5 separate regions of the Mus musculus genome follow, and all the other regions are linked to region 1. Evidence: chromatin contacts called from public HiCAR-type and HiChIP or PLAC-seq data. All regions are on one chromosome and are shown on one strand. Each heading gives the region's core, a stretch centred on a gene start, on an enhancer-like site or on the middle of the called end of the contact. The rest is flanking DNA. Distances are from core to core; before and after follow the strand shown. Region 1 holds the start of Ebf1 (early B cell factor 1). Region 2 has its middle 59 kb from the start of Gm12159. Region 3 has its middle 75 kb from the start of Gm12159. Region 4 has its middle 38 kb from the start of Gm12159. Region 5 has its middle 20 kb from the start of Gm12159.

Region 1 (2,700 bases), core at 119-2,618:
TAATGTCTTCCGAGTGCCCTCAAGTCTCGATCTCGCGCACATAAAGTTCATCCCGCCACCCTTGTTTCAGAGTGAAGAGCTGGACACCTGGGATGGGCATCCTGCCTTTTCTGCCTGGTCAGTCCTTTTTTCCTCCACGTTTGCCCCCGAAGTCCCAGGACAGGCAAGCAAGGGACTAGGCGTCTGCCCAAAGAGAACGCAGTCAGTACGCCTCCGTCGCGCTCAGGGCTCGGAAGGGATGCTTAAGAACTGCCATGGTGCATACCCCTTCGACTCAGGATACCTCCATCTCCTTCCCTCTGCCCCCTCTCTCGCTCTCTAAGGCCACGCTCCTTCCAGTTTAGACGCTAGAGCTCAGAGATCCCTTGCTCGCCACTTTGCCGGGAACTTTGGCGGCTCCCCTGCGCCACAAGGAGAAGGATGTTAATGAGGGAGTGTGGCCAGGCTCTGTGAACAAGCCAGCTCGGGAGCTGCGATTGGCTGTGATAAGGCGGAAGGATGACGTTATGCAAAGAAGGGGCGTGTCTAGGCTGCGAGGGCCCCGCCTCCTTCCCTTTGGGGTTAGTGTGCCTGTGTTTAGCTCTGGGGAGAGTCAAACTGGATTCCACAGGGAGAGCCTGCAAATCACTTCTATTTTAGCAAGGAGAAAACAGAATCTCCATCCAGCAGGGTCCACCCCTCTCTTTCTCCCTCTCCTCTCTTTTTCTATCTCTTTCCCTCCCCCCTTCCTCTTTCCCTCTCTCTCCCCTTCCCCCCCCCCCCTCCGGTGTATCTGTCTACAGCAACCAGCGTCCTCATCTACACGCACGGAAAGGAAAGAAACATCTTTGGTTGAGAGAGGAGGAGGAAAAAAGAGAGAGAAAAAAACTTGCCTGGTTGTGGAAAATGACACTTCAAGTAGCCAAGCCGGCTTCGAGAGTCGTATCTATTGTTTCTTAAATTGTCATCAGGGTGGTTTTTTTTCTTCCTGCTTCTTCAAGTGAAGGTACCGCTACAAAAGGAAACTCCAGCCCCTCCTGTTCTCCAACGGCCTGTGATTACTACAAAAAGAAAAAAAAAAAGGCAAAAAAAAAAAAAAAAGCAAAAAAAAAAAAAAAAAAAAAAAAAAAAAAGGAAAAAAAAAGCACCCAAACTCAAAACCAACCAACCAAACAACCCCCAACAGCCAGGCATATATCTCTGTTTTTTCTTAATTTTGGTCTTTTCGTTGGATTTTCCCTTTCTTTTTTTTTCCCCTCGCCCCCCTCCTTGTTATCGCTCAGTTTTGAGCGAAGGTTTACATTTTTAAAAATTTTGCTTTTCAGCCCGCCTTGATGTAGCGCGAGTCTCATCGACTCAAAAAAAAAAAAAAAAATCTGTGGTTGGCGTTTTTTTTTTTTTTTCCTTTTTTTTTTTTTCAAATATTTTCAAAGGGGAGGAGATTTTTCCACAAGAAAAGGTTGTTTTCATGTTTGGGATCCAGGAAAGCATCCAACGGAGTGGAAGCAGTATGAAGGAAGAGCCGCTGGGCAGCGGCATGAACGCGGTGCGGACGTGGATGCAGGGCGCCGGGGTGCTGGACGCCAACACAGCGGCGCAGAGGTGGGTACCGCTGGGGGACCGTGGAGGAGAGGCCACCGGCTAGCGGGAGAGCCCGGAGACGGCGGCGCGGCTACCCGGGGCCTGGCCACGCGAGTGCGTCTGCCGCTGCGCTGCGCTCGCCGCCCGAGCTCCGCGCTCCTCGGCTGCGCAGCACTCGTCGCCGGGTGGCCAGAGATCAGCGAGCTGCTGGAGGGAGCCGAGCCCAAGCTTTGCCGGCACTTTCCGCAGCCCCATCTGCGAGTGTTTTCGTTTTGTTTTAACCCAGAAGAGGCGTCTCTGCAGCTCGGTGTTGGATAGCTGCGCTTTTCTGACCGCTTGTTTTCTTTTCTGTGTGGTTATATTTTTCCCTTTTCCTCTCCTTCTCTTCGCTTCCTTTCCCCTTTATTTCGCTTCAGTTCTTTCCTTTTTCTTCTTCCCTCTTTTCTTTTTTCCTACTTAATTTTCTTCTCTCCCCCTTTCTTCCTTTCTATTTTCTACCTTCTTTAATTCTTTCCTTTCCCCCTATCTTTCCTTTCCCTTTTCTACCTTCTTTAATTTTTTCTTGTCCTTCTCCACTCTTTTCCCCCCTTCTTTCTCAGTTTCACTCTTCGTTTTTCTCTTCTCTTTCCTCACCTGGCTCTCTCCCCCGTTTCTCTCTCTCTCTCTCTCTCTCTCTCTCCATTTTTCTTCTTGGAGTCTCCTCTTATTTCTCCTATCTGGTTCTTTACTCTCTCCTCTCTCCACTTCTTAGCCTTCAGTTTTTCTCAGTCTGCCTGTAGAATAGTGATTTCCAACTTTAATTTTCACATCTCCTAAAAGCCACCCTCATCCACTGTCACCTTGGCCTTCCCCAGTCCCTCTCCCACTCTCCAGATCCTACACTGAGTGATTTGGAGGCCATGCTCTTGGAGACCAACTTGAGGAACTTCCCTGGACACACCCAGTGCCCTGTCCAGGGGCTCCTAGTCCCAAGTGAGAAATGGTACCTTGCCCTTTTCATTGCTGGCCACCACCTGGGCTTCGGGGAAAACTTTGTGGGCCCAGGCTCCATTAGACATAAAGGGTGCAGAAGGGGAATGGGGAGTAGTTCCATCTTTCCATTTTTGGGGGGAAGGGCTAGGGACAACTGTCCTATACTGT
Region 2 (2,700 bases), core at 17-2,516, 560 kb after region 1:
AGTGATTTAGAAACTAATAGGTTTGGCTATGTCCCAATGAAACATTATTTACAAAAGCCACACACTGAGATGGAGATGGAGTTCAGTGGATAGAATGCTTGCTTAGAATGTCCCGACTTTGATCTTTAACACCACAGAAAAACAGGTATGACCTTATACACCTATAATCCCAACATTCAGGAAGTAGAGTCAGGAAGATCAGATATTTAAAACCATTCTCAGCTCTGTGTGAGCTCCAGACCAGCCTAGGTTACATGAGACTGTGTCTCCAAAACAAAGAAACAAAACCATACAACCAGCTTTGATTTGTGGGGCCCACTTTCAACTAACCCTTGCTCTCATCTAATAAACAATAGCCAAGAAAATATATGAAACCTATACAAATGTGTCTTTGTTATCTCAGCCTAAGGTAGATTCAAAACAATTACATTTTCAGATTGGGGTAGGAATTAAAAGAGTAAAAAAGGTACTATTTTATGTTTGGAAAGGGGTCACAGATATGCATAGTTCCAATCTCTGAGAATGAGAGAAAAATGAAGATAATTAAACTGGATAGAAGGCAGGATTAACACATGCCTTACACACTCACTAGAAACCCACATTCTAGACACAGATTGAGTCAGTAGTGACTCAGCTATTGTAGAGGATTTTGTTTTTACTTTTGCTTCACCTTTTGCAGACATGTCTGATGCACCCACAAAACGGACCATGAGCAATGTCTTGTCCTCCTTAGTTTAAAAAGTATAAGGACAGGTCCAATCTGGCTTTTTGTAAGGAGCTCTGAAGGATCCATGGAAGTCATTAGAAGCAAAAAATTAAAAAATAATAAAAAACTGGTTATATTAGTGTTGTAACTGGGCATTGACACCATATGACATAATTGGCTCTCGCCTCTGTGCTCCATCTGACTCCAGCATTCTGAAGCCATTTCGTAACACCACTGAACATCTGCTGGGAATCAGAGTTCTACACCCAGGGAAGGAGAACCGTACGGAGGGCGTGGCTTCCCTTAAAGTGCAATAATATGGTGTTAAAGTGTCACATATCTAAATTTGCGACAATAATTATATAAACACAGACTAGGAGACTATAAGGGGGCGGGAAGCTACATCAGTCTTAAAGACGGTAACTCTCAGGAGAGGCAGCTTGAGAGACTACAGTGAAGTTGGTTAAGTTTTCCAGGGGTTGGAATTGAATATATTAGGGAGGAATGAAGACGAAGCTAGTCATGTTTTTACTGCTGTTTCTCTTCCAAGCCCTTACTCACTTGAAGCCAGAGTTATGTATTAACAAGCAGAAATCATTAACTTGGGTATTTCATTTAGCCAAGCACTATATGCAACAAAATAGGCTTCCAAGCTGCTTGAATGTCATCTTGCTTTCCACACTTTTCCTAAACTGAACTCACACAGATTCTTCCAGAAACAGCATCTTTAAAACCCACCCCAAAATATTCCATGGTGCTTACTCTAACATGAGTTGGAAATTCTGTGTGTGTTTGTGTATGTGTGTGTGTGTGTGTGTGTGTGTGTGTGTGTGTGCGTGCACAAGAGAGAGGGGGTATGGAGGAGAGGACTTGGATCATAAGGGATTAGCTTATCTACAACTTCTTCCAAATTGTAACTATTTGTGGGTTCATGTGGTCTCCCAAGGCCAAAGCAAAATGTCTTTCGGCACAAATTTAAGTCTGTTCTGGAAGCAGTTGGTAGACTGCTTGTGTGTTCCACTCTAAAGGTAATGAGACAAACTAGACTTTTGGGCAGGATATCTCTCTCTCTCTCTCTCTCTCTCTCTCTCTCTCTCTCTCTCTCTCTCTCCCCCCGACCAATAGACACCACCTCTTTTTTTCTTCCCTCCCTCCCTCCTTCCCCCTGCTCAGTGTGTGTGTGTGTGTGTGTGTGTGTGTGTGTGTGTGTGTGTGTGTATGTGTGTCTTTCATGTTCAAAAGGTTGAAGTGAGACTCCAGTGACTAGATTCCCTCAATAAATGGATTTGTCAGAATGGTGAAAATTCCAAATTTCTTTGTTCATTTCTGCTGTTTCCTTGTAGGGGTTTAGAGTTTTGTGAGTAATAAAACACTACATATAAAAAGAAAATCTCAACTACTTCCAAAACAAGCACTCCCAGGGCTTAATCTGCATCAGACCACTTAGGACATATGATTTCTTACTTCAATCACATTCATATCATGCCCACATTTTGTCAAATTAAATATCATTCATATTCTGCTTATTTTTCTTTAAAGTATCCTTTCCTCCACATCAATTTGCATAAAAGTGAAATTCTGTATTGCTGCTATTAAGAGGAAAACATTTCTACTTGTCAGGAAGATATTTGCTACAAAAACATGAACGGAGAAAACTAAAACACACCCTTATAACAATCTAATTACATACACTTTGGCCAAGGTTCCATGGACAGCCAGTTCTCTCTCAGACAAGGAAGCTGAGAAAGCATTATGAGGTTGCTGGGGGGGGGGGAGGTGCAAACTGCATCTTAAACAGGCTCTTCTTGGAGAAATCAGGGAGGCGGAGAGAGAACTGAGGAGAACCAGCCTCACAGTGGAGTCAACACTGCTTAGTGTCCACTTTGAATGGGATCTCCGGGTGCTACTCTGTGCCTTTGCTCACTTGGCAATTGAGGGATTATTCTGCTAGGTGTTTTATGCCCTGTATATAAATGTAGCTGTGTGTGTTTGTT
Region 3 (2,700 bases), core at 116-2,615, 570 kb after region 1:
AGTTCCAGGGGGCTTTTCAAAGGCTGAATCTGCATTGCTATTTAGCACATTTGTTTCAGGTCAGGATGGACATGTTAGCATCTCATTTCAGCCCAGTTGGAGTTAAAGTATGTCCGCCTCCTGTACACTGGCTGGCTATCCCAGGTGAGCCATCAAAGCTTGCAGCTCCTACCATGGCTTAGCCAGGCTTCCATTCCTCTCAAGGTACATAGGTTATCGTTTCTTTTTTATAAGTCAGACTCCCATACTGCTGAAATAAATGTCTAGGGGGCAGAATAAAGGGGCTCTCTCAAAGACAGGTGGCTCTGATACTACACGATGATAAGTCATTAGCTGGATTACACGGATTCCTCCCACGTCCCCACCATCCAGATTGTGAATATTCACTCGGCACCACACTCTGCCAAACGTCTTTTAAAAATTGGTTTGACTGAAAATTAACCCTGGGCCATATGGAAAGTGAGAGGTAGTCTGGCTTGGCTCAGCTAGGTAAAGTCGTTCAGTTGTCTGACATCCCTTCTGCTTGACACGAAGAATCCCATGGAGAAGAAAGACGAAAGAGGAAATAATGCCGAGAGAGAGGGGGAAGAGAAAAGAAAGGAGCCGAGGAATAAAGGAAGGGTCTTACAAAACAAAAAAGTAGGAGATTAATGGAAAAAGAATACTTAATAAAGCTCTCTTGGGCGCTCTCTCTGTCTCTCTCTTATTCCCTCTCTCTCTTTTGAGGCTGCTGTATTAAATTAAAGTCATACATAGGTTTCAAAGGAAATCACATTTCGGCAGTCTGGCGAGCCTACCTGACAATGCACGCTAACAGAATTGTAAATGTAAAGGGTGATGCCTGTCAGCACTGACAGTTCTAAATGGCCTTTTAGTTCAGTACGCAGAACTGTCATAAAAAAACATAAAAATGCATATGCAGACAGCTGAAACTGCTATGCACATCATTATCTGCAAATGGTATAAGTATCCTGAACAAAAGGCCTTCCAGTTTAAGGACATGCATAAGACATTTCTCTGCCTCCAGCTTTAAAACAAAGTGCTGTCAAGTAAACAAGATTCCCCGAGCCAGAACTGAGGTCTCGCTGTCAATCAGTGGGGTGCTACATCTGTACATATTTTTCTGACCCTGCATATGAGAAGAGCATTCTTAACAGATGTGTATTTAACTTCTGGCAGCTACATCTGTTTCCTCTGCTTTTCCCTTCTTATTTCTTTATCACGGCTCTCACAGACCCCTACAGAGGGGTGTTTCATTGTGTGCTGATTCATTTCACCCTCTCCTTACTGTGCCCCTCCCTGCTCTATCCGCAGATACTTCCCCCTCGGGGAATTTTTCTTCCTTTCTTTTTCCTCTTTGTAACTCGAAAAGGCCAAAGGAGCCTACATTTGGAGGTAGAGCCATGAAACTGTAGAGACATTTGTCTTTCCTCACCGAGGAAAGAGACTGACTGCCAACTAAGATGGAAAGATCCTTGAGAACATGGGCGATTTTGCTAATGAAATATTTCTGAAGCTGGGATGCACATTGGAATCACATGAAGGATGGAAGATTCTCCTTCAAGGGAATCTTTGAAAGTGACCTTTGGATTGGGCCTCATGACATTGGTCTTTTTTAACAAACACGTCAGCTGTTCCCATGTTTACACTCCCTGAAGTAGCAGAGAGAACCCTGGTGGGACCTCTACCCCATAGCAGTCAATCTCCTAAAGACTGAAGGTATAGACGTGAAGAAACAAGACAAACCCCCTACTTAAAACAGGTCACATTCTATTGAATGAGGCAAGCCAATAAGCATCTAAACAAATGCATGACTGATTGTTACAGACAGAGACAAGTGTCTGGGGGAAAGAAAACCTCAATGGGGTAATGAAGCAGAGAACAGCAGTACCCAGAGTGGACAGTTTCTGAGAGGTCATCAGGAACGCCTTCACTCTCGGCTTTCCTGGCTTTCCTCTGACACCTGGGTGATAATGAAGTAGCTGCTAAGCTTCCTGAATCTTTAGGTGGAATTGAAACTATCATCATAAACTTCCAGATGAGAGGAGTAATACTTAGAGAAAGCAGAGACTTGCTCTCAATTACACAGAGGGTTCAAACCCATAAGTAAGATAGCAACTCCAAAATTCACTTGTATTCTGCACCTAATTGAATACAGCCAGAAATTAATGTGAAATACAATCTCCTCCCTCCATCACCTAAAATGCATTATTGTCTCTATTTAGTTATCTATCTATCTATCTATCTATCATCTATCTATCTATCTATCTATCTATCTATCTATCTATCTATCTATCATCTATCTATCTAATCTGCATAATCTGCATACCTACCTGCTATCATTCTATTTATCTACCTATCTATCTACACTGTCTCCAATACAGCTTAATTTAACTACATTATTTCTGAATAACTGGGATTTGGACCAAAACATTAACTTCCATTCACATTGTATGTGTAGAAAAATCTTAAGATTCTAAGCTTTATAAGTCCACAATGCAGTTTAGAACTCCCCGGCTTCATGCTCACCAAGATACACTCCTATCCCTTTCATATGTTTATGGGTCTTGGGTGGAAGCCTGCTGCCTCCAGATGAATTGCAAAGAGAGATAATGATCTTTAACAATGATTTTCCCCCAATGACCAATAACCATTCCATTATTGGAGATAAAACTGGAGCCTGAGCCTTGGAAGGCTATG
Region 4 (2,700 bases), core at 17-2,516, 540 kb after region 1:
AGACCAGGTCAAGTCAATATTCAATATCAACCAGTAAAACTCTTCATCACCCCTGCACCCTGGATAAACTTGGCTTGGTGAAAGAGTTTTCATCTAGCATATCAACCTCCTGATACTTTATAGCTGCCACCAAGCGAAGATCATGGTCGTTCACTTTGCTCATGGACTCCCCTCTACCCAACCCAGTTCTCAGTGCTTACATAAGACTGGCAAATGATCTCCTTGCCAAGTCCTCAGTTCCCTTTTCCCATGGGGACAAAGATGGCACATTCTTCTTAGACTTGATGAGAAGATGGCACTGTGAAGGAAATAGGTCTCAGCTCTTGACTAGCTGCTAACAAGTGTTGAAAGATGTTAGGTGTCAGGGTTGGAGATGTGCAACTTGTTAGTGCTTGCCTGCCATTCACAAGGCCTTGGGTTCCAACCTCAAACACTGCAGAAAATCAGATATGGTGGTGAATGACCATGATCACAGGACCTGGGGAGTTGAAGCAAATATATCAAAAGTTTAAGGCCATCCTTGGCTGTTGCATAATGAATATGAGGGCAGCTTCTGCTACATGAGACAATCTTTAATTTTTTTAGGTATGATTTTTGGTTGCTGTTCCTGTATTATTTAATATTATACTTATATTTTTATCTACCTACACAGGACCATAAATCTTAATTGAGTGGTGCATAGGTCTCCTATGCTATTCAGATGGTCGTGTGTGTGTGTGTGTGTGTGTGTGTGTGTGTGTGTGTGTGTGTGCGCACGTGTGTGCACGCACACGCAGGCACACACTGTTCTCTTATTTTCATCATGGTAATGCATAATCCAGCCTTCTGTTCTGTTCCTTTTTATACCAGACAGCATTTTACTACAAAGAGCGGCTGCTGTTTCTCTAACAGCAGTCACACACTTAATGCTTCAATTTCCACATTTTATTTTATATGTAATTTAAAGCCCATGGTGCCTTAATTGTAAAATAGGCCTTATTAAAATAATAGCTTGAAAACCAGTGGGGCTCCCTGTGCCAAGCAATGAGGGTTTTTAGCGTAACGGCTGTTTACTAGGATTTAAAAAGAGACACAACCCAAATAAAGCTGTAAAGACATTTCCAGCATGAGTGATGGGCCAAGGACCAGCTGATAATTAAGCTCTCCCCCAGCCCCCGCACCAGGTTTTTTCCCCTTTCTTTGGTGCTGTCTGGAGCTTTCCTTAGCAATCCAAAGCACACTCTTTACTGCTTTTATGATTGATGAGGCGGGGAGGATGCTTCAGTACGAGGCAGCAACGCAGTGCTTTGATTAATGATGCTGGTGGGGCTCCCAGAAGACCAAAGAGAATAACACTTATCAGAAAGGCAGCTGATGCCACTGAGAGGGACCGCAGCTCCTAGGGACCTGCTGGTTGTGAGACTGGGGAATGGTGTGCCTTGAGGGTCTTTAACGCTGCCATACTCCAACCTCACCTCCTTAAAGGCCAGGGAGAGGCACTAACGGTTATTATGTCCCACTATTTCACAAATCCAGCACTGGCCAACGTTCCCTAGAAATCGCTAACACACAAGACCTGCCAGCAGTCTCTGGCACTGTCTTAGCCATGACAGGTTTTCTTCACTGTGATTTTTCTTAGCCAGAAAAAGTCAGGTAAAAAGATTTTATAGGTTAAGACCCTTCACTGCTTCTACTCATGGAGCTCTGGCCCCATTCATCTGGTGCTAGATGCTCCTCATAGCTATTAGGTAGGTATGAACAGTCTTCTTGCTTTGTGCCTAAGGAAACCTAGGCAAAGAAACCTGTGGTACAGCCCAGAGTCATCTTGAGCTAGAGAACATGAACTCCAGGCTTCAGTAGGACCAATGCCCACGCCTGTGCTTTTGGTGAGTAGGCAACCATTACTTCCATGAAGACAGTCCCAGGACTCACAGGAAGACGTCTTACCAGCTAGGCTTCCTCGGATTTAGTCCTTAACAAGCTTAGAAGAGATGCTTACTTTCCTGGGTCTCCGAGTTCTTCGCTATGAATTTAGACACACCCTGGCCACCTCACAAAGCTTTTTCTAAGAATCAGATATATTCACACTCATAAATGTTCTTGGCAAAGGAAGAACCCCGGCGAACTCTTTGTACTCCATACCGAAAGGCATGCATGAAGCAAAGCCTTGCAAATTAAGATTCTTGGTTTCTGAACAACTTGATATCATTTCTGAATCCAAGATGCGTGACTTTGATGAGGTATGGAATCCCTCTGAATCTTAGCCTTCTGCCCTGCCAAACCAGTTCAGCACTTACCTCTTGGCATCGCCAGGAGCATCCCATAATAGTGTGCCCACAGAGCAGCTTACATACTGCCTGGCACCTGAGCTCCTCAATGATAGCTCACATCATCATTTCTTTTATGTCTTTCCCTCTGAGCCATGGTCTCCTCCTCATTATCCTCTCAGAGGGATCTCTGTCTGCCCTTCCAGTTGCCTCTCTGACCTTTTGAGCATTATAAACTGAAAAGGGAACTAGGAGTCAAAGAGAGCCCTGTGGCTTCGGAGCTGTGGTTTTCAGTCAGTATACCTGTCCACAGTGGCACTCACACTCTCTGGGGACTGCCTACAGCAAGTAGCTGAGCTTTGCACCTCAGCACAGAACACAGAGAAATTTTGTAAGGTCAAAGTGCTGCCCTCAGAAGACAGGTCTGTGTTTCAGACAGACTTGTGTATCTGCA
Region 5 (2,700 bases), core at 28-2,527, 520 kb after region 1:
TGTTATATAATGGGGTATATATGGATTATTTTATAATATAACTACTTCAGAGGATTATGGGGGCAACTGAAATAAAGGGAACTACAAGAGAGGCTTTGGATAATACCTGGGCCGTGGGAGGAGATAAATGAACTTCCACTCAACGTCTCATCCTCTGCCAAGTGGACCAACATTTCTTAAAAATCTTACCTAAAGTTCTTCCTCTTTTGAGTCCTCCCTTCTTGCTGATTCAGTGTATCAAAACACGAAATAACCACTGGGAAGACTCAGTGTCAGGATGAAATGAGCAGATAAGACCAGAACTGTGAAGGTGAGCAGGAAGACTCATAGCGAAGCTTACATTCTTTTCAGACAGTTAAGGTTCGCTACCGCTTCATTATTTTCATCATTCTTGGGAACCAAACCTTTCAAAGACATTGAGGGCAAGAGCCTCAGGGCTGGGGAGTTGATTTGGTGACTAAAGCACTTGCCATGCATGTGTCAGGATGGGAGTTGGAAACCTCAGAACTTATGTAGAACCAGGTTTGGGTGGTGTCGCCTACAAGACAGAAATTGAAGACAAAAGTCCCAGAAGCGCATGGACCAGCTAGCCTGGCTTAAGTAGAAACCAGTGACAAAAGAGAGACTTTGTCTCAAACACGATAGAAAGGAAGCATAAATCCCTAATGGTGCCCTCTGACCTCCACAGGTGTACATTGACAACTGCTCATCTGGACTCAGGCACATGAATGTGTGCACATGTACCTACACGATACACACTCACACACTTACACATGCACAGACAGACATGCACACAGGCACAAATAAGCATGGAATGAGAGCTTTATAACCAAAGCCCCATGGTTATATCCTTACTCTCTTAGGAAACACAGCAAGTTAAAATGTTAAGAGCGTCTCAGCTACCTCTGTAAATTTGGGAAATGGCAGTGACATCACCGGGTCCTTGTGAAATCTTCAAAAACATCACTTGTGCCCTATACCATGCTGGCCGACAGTAAATGCTCAGCAACTGTGAACTATCTAACATGTCTATGCCATTCTTAAAAATTAGCAAACAAGAAGGGAGGACACCCAAACTACAAGGCGCCTCTTTTAGCCCCCAAGACTTCATCCTTAAGCCTCTGGATCTTGCTTCATCATCCAGAGTCAAGAAACTGTCTTCTTGCAATGAGTTCACTCTTTCCAGATGTTGCCAAAGAGAGAAAAGTGAAACCTACTAGGTTGTCACCCTCTGAGCGTAAGAATAGCCACATGGAGATGGCTCCATAAACAGGGGCAGAAATAAGTTAAAGGCTCAAAAGTTTAGTGGAGGAGGTGGGGGTCCCCAGACTCCCCGGCACACTGTCTTCCAAGTCTAATTGCAGCACATTCCTGGGATCTGCCATCACCACACCATCATGATGCAAACGCCGCAGCATGGTGGAGAAAGAGGAGTCAGAATACCTCTGAAAGAGGCACAAAAACATATGCTGACCCTTCTCAAACCTATGGCCATATTCCACATTGGAGCAAAACTAAATGAAATCAACATCTCTACCCAACATCCTAGAGCCAGGGCAAATAGGAACTTAGTGTTTCTCTAAATACACAGAGTATATTACCTTAGTCATAAAATTGGGGACTTTCAAATCTAATTTGTTCAGCCCTAGTGCTGTTGAAGGCTGGGCAGGGTTCCAAAGGAAATCACCTCCACGCAAACAGAGATTAGCAGTTCTCCCCTGTAGACATCTGGGAGTGATTCCCTATAATCTCCAGTAATTGTGGCTGCATTACATTCAAACCCTGTTTTCAATTTTCTTAAACTTCTAGGACTGATTGTGTTATTAAATCATGCTGGCTGATGTGTTTAATAAGGACCTATTAAATGTTTATAAAATTAGGGAAATAAATACGGCCTCTTAGTCAGATTGCCCAATGGATCTGGTAACCTATTGTTAAAATAACAGTTGTGTTAAAGCTGATTCTCCCCACTGCAGAGGCTGGTACCCACTTGAACACATCGCCCCATCATTTACGACAAGGTGCTTGTTCTAATACTCCATTTGCTGAATGCTTTGTTTCCCTCCCAACTCAGCAAAGAAGGACATATATTCAAAGAGGGCCCACGGAAAGATGTAGCGTTTTGGCCAACAAACAAGAAATGTCACCTCTGTTTTCAATGAACTAGGAAGAACTCCAATTTCTTGACTTTACCCAGAGAGCCCAGCTCTCCATTGTTATTGTGGACAACTTCACACCTGGCTTAATTTCAAACTGGAAATTGCACACAGTCCTCGTAGGCCTTCAGGAGGAAGGTGTGGTGGGCTAGGAGAGAGGACAGGAAACTTGGCAGTAAAGGACGTTCAAAGCTGCGGGAGTGAGTGCAATCCAGTCTTCACACAAGAGGGCTTAGCTCAGGAGTTATCTATTTATTGAATCTCAGAGATCTTGGGTGGCTTGTGGCTACAGAAGTTCTTCTAAACCGCATCCCATTCAGGCTAGCCCTGTGGCAGTCTCTCATTGGCCTTTGAGAGCAAAATCTGGAAAGAGATCTGGGCTACTAATGACTTCTAATAAAACAAAAGACTTCCAGTCCCAGGACATGAGCTGGACCAGGGCTTGTATCTCATTTCATATTACGCAGCCACTTGGCCTGGGAAATTTCCCTCCAGGGAACCTCTTTCACCTTGTAACTAAAACAGGGCTATTATGAGTGTCCAC

What was found. HiCAR-type assays count read pairs that join an accessible place to other places. HiChIP or PLAC-seq counts read pairs in DNA pulled down with a chosen protein or histone mark.
Region 2: a contact with region 1 is called in a HiCAR-type map of fibro-adipogenic progenitors, with 9 times the contacts expected there. The contact joins the enhancer-like site here to the promoter of Ebf1 in region 1. A contact is called at or near these places in 9 of 39 promoter capture datasets (the 3T3-L1 cell line, 3T3-L1-derived adipocytes, the C10 cell line and 4 more), 2 of 15 datasets of contacts at CTCF or cohesin (large pre-B cells and pro-B cells), 13 of 484 Hi-C or Micro-C datasets (B cells, CD4 T cells, adipose-derived mesenchymal stem cells and 5 more), 19 of 115 datasets of contacts at active chromatin or transcription factors (the 230-238 cell line, the NIH/3T3 cell line, craniofacial prominence and 13 more) and 3 of 9 other capture datasets (adipose tissue, embryonic stem cells and liver).
Region 3: a contact with region 1 is called in an H3K4me3 HiChIP or PLAC-seq map of embryonic basal ganglia, with 4 times the contacts expected there. The contact joins the enhancer-like site here to the promoter of Ebf1 in region 1. A contact is called at or near these places in 12 of 39 promoter capture datasets (the 3T3-L1 cell line, 3T3-L1-derived adipocytes, the C10 cell line and 6 more), 1 of 15 datasets of contacts at CTCF or cohesin (large pre-B cells), 8 of 484 Hi-C or Micro-C datasets (brown adipocytes, centroblasts, embryonic stem cells and 1 more), 17 of 115 datasets of contacts at active chromatin or transcription factors (the 230-238 cell line, craniofacial prominence, embryonic basal ganglia and 10 more) and 2 of 9 other capture datasets (adipose tissue and embryonic stem cells).
Region 4: an H3K4me3 HiChIP or PLAC-seq map of embryonic stem cells shows a contact between it and region 1, with 7 times the contacts expected there. The contact joins the enhancer-like site here to the promoter of Ebf1 in region 1. A contact is called at or near these places in 13 of 39 promoter capture datasets (the 3T3-L1 cell line, 3T3-L1-derived adipocytes, the C10 cell line and 6 more), 2 of 15 datasets of contacts at CTCF or cohesin (large pre-B cells and pro-B cells), 11 of 484 Hi-C or Micro-C datasets (B cells, embryonic fibroblasts, embryonic stem cells and 1 more), 17 of 115 datasets of contacts at active chromatin or transcription factors (the 230-238 cell line, the NIH/3T3 cell line, cardiomyocytes and 11 more) and 3 of 9 other capture datasets (adipose tissue, embryonic stem cells and liver).
Region 5: a contact with region 1 is called in an H3K4me3 HiChIP or PLAC-seq map of embryonic limb bud, with 7 times the contacts expected there. The contact joins the enhancer-like site here to the promoter of Ebf1 in region 1. A contact is called at or near these places in 10 of 39 promoter capture datasets (the 3T3-L1 cell line, 3T3-L1-derived adipocytes, the C10 cell line and 3 more), 2 of 15 datasets of contacts at CTCF or cohesin (large pre-B cells and pro-B cells), 12 of 484 Hi-C or Micro-C datasets (embryonic fibroblasts, embryonic stem cells, gonadal supporting cells and 4 more), 16 of 115 datasets of contacts at active chromatin or transcription factors (the 230-238 cell line, the NIH/3T3 cell line, cardiomyocytes and 10 more) and 5 of 9 other capture datasets (adipose tissue, embryonic stem cells, embryonic tail and 2 more).

The regions. Positions count from the first base shown.
Region 1 is chr11:44,616,732-44,619,431 of GRCm38.p6, forward strand. Ebf1 (early B cell factor 1) reads left to right here and starts at 1,369. Exons shown (of 16, transcript NM_007897.3): 1 at 1,369-1,581. The coding sequence starts at 1,448.
Region 2 is chr11:45,174,320-45,177,019 of GRCm38.p6, forward strand. No RefSeq gene overlaps it. Among named protein-coding and RNA genes, the nearest start is that of Gm12159, 59 kb to the left of the region's middle. Within about 2 kb of position 1,267, at least 38 of the 459 cell types and tissues checked have an H3K27ac peak or open chromatin away from gene starts, as enhancers often do. A contact at or near this core is called in 3T3-L1-derived adipocytes, the NIH/3T3 cell line, adipose tissue and 3 more, where this site is marked.
Region 3 is chr11:45,190,741-45,193,440 of GRCm38.p6, forward strand. No RefSeq gene overlaps it. Among named protein-coding and RNA genes, the nearest start is that of Gm12159, 75 kb to the left of the region's middle. Within about 2 kb of position 1,366, at least 9 of the 459 cell types and tissues checked have an H3K27ac peak or open chromatin away from gene starts, as enhancers often do. A contact at or near this core is called in embryonic basal ganglia, where this site is marked.
Region 4 is chr11:45,153,460-45,156,159 of GRCm38.p6, forward strand. No RefSeq gene overlaps it. Among named protein-coding and RNA genes, the nearest start is that of Gm12159, 38 kb to the left of the region's middle. Within about 2 kb of position 1,267, at least 7 of the 459 cell types and tissues checked have an H3K27ac peak or open chromatin away from gene starts, as enhancers often do.
Region 5 is chr11:45,135,279-45,137,978 of GRCm38.p6, forward strand. No RefSeq gene overlaps it. Among named protein-coding and RNA genes, the nearest start is that of Gm12159, 20 kb to the left of the region's middle. Within about 2 kb of position 1,278, at least 11 of the 459 cell types and tissues checked have an H3K27ac peak or open chromatin away from gene starts, as enhancers often do. A contact at or near this core is called in embryonic limb bud, where this site is marked.